2 separate regions of the Xenopus tropicalis genome follow, and region 1 is linked to region 2. The links are chromatin contacts, called in public Hi-C maps. All regions are on one chromosome and are shown on one strand. The core of a region is the stretch at or near the end of the contact, and the rest is flanking DNA. Distances in the headings are between cores, read along the strand shown.

The links. Hi-C and Micro-C count contacts between places; a contact is called where the count stands out from the background.
Region 1: a Hi-C map of gastrula embryo shows a contact between it and region 2, with 1.8 times the contacts expected there. The contact joins the promoter of fignl2 here to the enhancer-like site in region 2. A contact is called at or near these places in 3 of 5 Hi-C or Micro-C datasets (gastrula embryo, neurula embryo and tailbud embryo).

What each region holds. Positions count from the first base shown.
Region 1 is chr2:142,920,479-142,923,178 of UCB_Xtro_10.0, forward strand. It overlaps fignl2 (fidgetin), which reads right to left and starts at 1,433. Exons shown (of 3, transcript XM_004911907.3): 1 at 981-1,433.
Region 2 is chr2:142,872,345-142,875,044 of UCB_Xtro_10.0, forward strand. The region is part of intron 1 of fignl2 (fidgetin); the gene reads right to left. Among named protein-coding and RNA genes, the nearest start is that of fignl2, 48 kb to the right of the region's middle. Within about 2 kb of position 1,412, at least 2 of the 11 cell types and tissues checked have an H3K27ac peak or open chromatin away from gene starts, as enhancers often do. A contact at or near this core is called in gastrula embryo and neurula embryo, where this site is marked.

The sequences.
Region 1 (2,700 bases), core at 183-2,682, 48 kb after region 2:
TTTCTTATGTAGTTTATGTCATTTTTATCAATCAGCATTATTAGTCAGTGCTGTAGGGTATACTTGCCTTGAAAGTGTTATCTCCCTACAGAAACATCTGCATTGCCTTATCTCGCCAATTGGCCATCATCATCTCTTGTGGCTTTCCAGGAGTTATACTAATCAGATGGAGATATTGTGCAGCATTCCCAGCGCGTGCTGCCTCATACTGTTTATCCAGCTGCACAGAAATCCCATGCAATAAGCACAAGCTTTTGGTTTTCTGCTGTCCTACAATGACCATGGCTCTCTCCCCTTGCAAACATAGCAAAATCCACCCCATTGTTCCCAATGAGCCTCCCCAGCAAAGTCAGCTTTGTATTGCAAATGCACAACTTCATCTCCGCATTCCCTGTAACACTATAATATGTTCTGGCCCTGCTGATAATGCAGCTTGCTCTCCCTACCTTATAATAATGATGGGGAAAAACACATTCTAGGCTGGATACCCAAGTGTCCAACACTGATACAGTCCACAGCTCCCAATAGTTTTTTGGAACAACATACACACATCAGTGCAGAGTGATTGCAAGAGAAACTGCAGTTCAATGGGGGATATAACTGGATAAATATATAAAGTGCATTGCAATCACACCCTTTCTATATCCATAAACAATAACATAAAGTTCCAGTAATGCACTAAGAGTAAGTAACCTGGATTGTGCAAGCTAAATGCAAGTTAAAAGTTATGTAGATCTGAGCCCATAGAGAAGCAGTAGCAGCAAAGACTGTTATTGAATGGGGCAAATAAACCATGCCAGTCACTGCCACCCCCATTATTAACCCCTATGGTGGCCCTATGCTGCAATGCGTTGCCATATCCCCTTGCGACAGAGGGGCAGAGAGGCGATGAAGCCGCAGTTGGGAAGCCCCGGTGTGCAGCCCGGACCAGCAGAGCACTCGCCCTCCCCAGAAATTCCTTAGCCAAGCGGTCTCCTTACCTTGTGTTGGCAGGAACATAGTGCTGTGCCCGGGCGGTTCGAGTAATCCAGACTGGCAGCGCAATGGGAGTGAGTGGCACTCAGGGGCACATGTGTGTGTGTGACAGCAGGCTGCCAGGGCTGCAATCGCTAGGGCATCCCCTGCTTCCCCTCCCCCTTAGCACATCCCTTCAGCCTTTCACTCCTTCCAAAACTATATTAGCCAGCAGCAGGGGGGAAAAGTGACCAATCAAGCCTTCTAGGCTGGCGTGCCTTCCTTCAGCCCCACAGTGCGATCGTGTGTGCGACTGTGCGGCGCTGCTGCTGTTGGTGCGACTGCTGCTGCCTGGTGTCCTACAGGCGGCACATGGGAAGGAAAAGTGTGGAGATGTTATCAGGGAGAGGGCAATGAATAGCGCTTGGCCAGAGGTGGAGGGATAGCGGCAGGGCTTACAAAGAAGGGAGAGTGGAATGAGAGAAGGGGAGGAGGAGGAGGGTGGGGAGGAAGGAGGGAGGGAGGGTGCTGCTGGGCGCTCTCTCTCTGCTTCTGATCACTTTAGATTTTTAGCTGCCTGACACCAAGGAGAGGGTGCCAGTGTGGCTCTGGGGTGGCAGCCCAGCACATAGGCAGTAGTGCCATCTTCCTCATGGGTGCCTGACACCAAGGAGAGGGTGCCAGTGTGGCTCTGGGGTGGCAGCCCAGCACCTAGGCAGTAGTGCCATCATACTCATGGGTGCCTGACACCAAGGAGAGGGTGCCAGTGTGGCTCTGGGGTGGCAGCCCAGCACCTAGGCAGTAGTGCCATCATACTCATGGGTGCCTGACACTAAGGGAAGGGTGCCAGAGTGGCTCTGGGGTGGCAGCTCAGCACATAGGCAGTAGTGCCATCATACTCATGGGTGCCTGACACCAAGGAGAGGGTGCCAGTGTGGCTCTGGGGTGGCAGCCCAGTACATAGGCAGTAGTGCCATCATACTCATGGGTGCCTGACACCAAGGAGAGGGTGCCAGAGTGGCTGTGGGGTGGCAGCCCAGTACATAGGCAGTAGTGCCATCATACTCATGGGTGCCTGACACCAAGGAGAGGGTGCCAGTGTGGCTCTGGGGTGGCAGCCCAGCACATAGGCAGTAGTGCCATCTTCCTCATGGGTGCCTGACACCAAGGAGAGGGTGCCAGTGTGGCTCTGGGGTGGCAGCCCAGCACCTAGGCAGTAGTGCCATCATACTCATGGGTGCCTGACACCAAGGAGAGGGTGCCAGTGTGGCTCTGGGGTGGCAGCCCAGCACCTAGGCAGTAGTGCCATCATACTCATGGGTGCCTGACACTAAGGGAAGGGTGCCAGAGTGGCTCTGGGGTGGCAGCTCAGCACCTAGGCAGTAGTGCCATACTCATGGGTGTAGTATAAAGTACACTCCCCTGTGCCAACCGAACTCCTCTGCCCGGAGCAGCAGAAATGAAACGAATTTTAGCATAGAATTTTCACTGATGAGTTTATGGTTCCATTCAACTTTCTCTGCCTGCTCTCTATAGTTATAAAGGGTGTCAGTCACCAATTACAGCCCAATTACAGTGCGAAATGGGCACTTATACTGGGGACAAAGTATCAGAAAAAAACATAGTAAATGGAATTTTGTGGTACAGTTAGATATTTTCAATATAAACATCAGAGAGAGATTCCCAGCCTGCAGGTGCAGCCTTCCTATTGTTGTGCAACTGCAACTCCCCCACTTCCCACCCCAG
Region 2 (2,700 bases), core at 162-2,661:
AGAACATCAAAGCACTATTAGCTTGTATAGAACTTTGGAGTTCTAATTATTAAATCTGATGCTTCCCTAAACTATTACTGTAAACAGCATAAACTGCATCTTAAATAAAAAAATATATATTAAAGGCGAAGTTCACCTCTGTATATTGGTCCAGGAAAGAGCGAAGCAGGCAAGAATTATTTCCATGTGAAGGAGAGTACAAAGCTTACTAACTGTGTCCAATCAAATGCGCACTTCACTGCATGACAATGGAATTTTCTTTGCTGATCTTAATAGAAGTGAATCAAAGTGTATCTTTATATGATAATGTTATTGCTGCCTCAATATTAAGCTATGACACATCTATGTATATCTCTACATAGCTTTATATAGCTCTATATACACAGATGTGTATTTCTATGCAACTGACACACAGATACACAGTACTGTTAGCTGTAACTAAAATTAATGTCCATGGAGTAAAACTGCAGAAAATAGGAAGCCCAAACCCAATGTTAGTCAATAGTGACTTTATTCTGTGATTAGTACTTTGAAACTACAGAAATCTGTTTATTTAGGTTCTGTGGAACAGTCAACGTTTATAAAGGAAAGCCAGTGTTCTGATTAACAGCATGATAAACTCGCAGAATTTAAAATTCCCAGATTATACGAGAATTAGAAATGATTGAAGAATTAGGAATGATATGAGCATTAGAAAATATATAAGAATTAGAAAATGTATGAGAATTTGAAATGATATGAGAATTTGAAATGATATGAGAATTTGAAATCATAGGAGAATTAGAAATCCAGCCTGTGGCGCTTATAAGATTTACTGTAACTGTATTTATCCTTTTAAAAGATTTCATTTATATTTCTGCCAGCGCCTCAAGAGTCTCGTTATAAGCCTTAAACTAACGTTCCACCAGCCAAAAAAAAAAATGCCTTTGTTCTACTGGGATTTAATTAGAAATCATTTTTGTCAATTGAAAGACCTTCACTTGGTTTGTGGCTCCTTCCACAGAATACACATAGAACAAAGCAAATAATCAAATCAGCATGTAGGAATGTTAATCACACATCAATGTCTGCAGGATAAGTAACTTTAATTGCACCGTTTCTCTGCCGATCAGTTTCCCTTCTAACTAATGAACAGAGACAAGATTGAGAAACTTGCTGAGGGCAAAACAAATTCCAAATTTTGGTGGTAGCTGGAGCCTCCATCCCCCTCTCACTTTTGCCACTTTGTTGCTTATATTACATGCATACTGATCTGTTCCTGCTCACAAAGTATTTCTAGCCCTCTGGCTAGGGGCTGTGGATAAGTTCTGGCTTTCCCAACATCTGCATCTGCACGTCCCTGTGGACCTATTGTTGCCCTTCAGCGTATGTTCTCCTTTCCCTTCTTTCATATAGACCATGGGGATAGTAAAGCTTGGGGGGTTGGGAGGTACCAGAGTACTATTCACTGACAGAGCTGCTTTTAAGCCACTTTGTGGCTAGAGCACAATTAGATTACCTAATGCATTAATTGACTTATACAGGATCACGGCTTTCATTTTGGCTACTAAAATTACACAAGAGGATTCCAAGGAGCAGCTCTGCGGGGCTTTATCCAGCAAGCCAAACACTGATGTGCCATTATTAAGCGTGCCGCAGATAGGTAAACGCTTATTAGTGATGGCAAACTGTTTCTTCCGAATAGCTCTATTTTCATGAAAATGAGGGCAGATTTTTCAATTGATTCCCCCCCCCCCTCCTTTAAAACACTCAGTGCTTTAAGAAACGGTTAGATCTTTTAGAATTGGCCTTTCATGCTGTTGTACCAAGTTTCTCATACAAGTGGGGAGCTATCTGGGAACTGGGACAAAACAGAACCTCCCTATAAAATCCTAAGGATTTAATAATGGGACCAAGACGAGCGTATAGCTTTTTTTCTACCCTAAACATTTGGACTTTTTTTTTTCATTTATTACACTTAGTTTTTAACTGTGTTTTAAGAATTTGTTGTTGAATAAATTCTTCAATGAAATTAAATAATAACAATTACAGTCAACACAGAGCTACAGAATAACAGAACGGCAGTTTCCAAACTGTTTGGGGCAGTGTCTCTTTACTCTCCTAGATACACCCAAAAGCCCAATTTAATGGTGGATGAGTTTTGGGGTGAACACTTATTTGCTGCCCAATATACACCTACATATATTTTAATGGCGAACCACAAAATGTTTTAGTATAAGTGTGTTATCAGCTAAAGTACTGGACAAATATTGGACCTTGAAAAAGTAGAAGCTTGAACCAAACAAGTTTTTAAACAACTTTATGGCAGTTGATCCCTAAATATACTAGTTCCCTGCTATGGCAACCTTACCCCTATTTCAAAAACCAAAAATGGGCAATTGGTGGCCTATCCAGATGTTGCTGAACTAGGACAATGTTCAAAGGGGATCCCATGTCCAACTCATACACTAAAACCAATGTCTTGCTGTATACCAGTTTCATTCCACAGGAATATATATCACCAATAACACCTGGCATACTATTATTTTCAGCCTGTTTGGGTTCACACACCACACTGTAAGAAGAAGCATTTAGTTGTGCATCTAACCCATTACAATGTGCCTGCTGAGATGCCAAATTTGACATCCTGGGGCTTATCTGAAGTCCTGCGGAGTGCTGACACAGAACATAACACAAAGGAGAAAAGACCAGGGATGCATT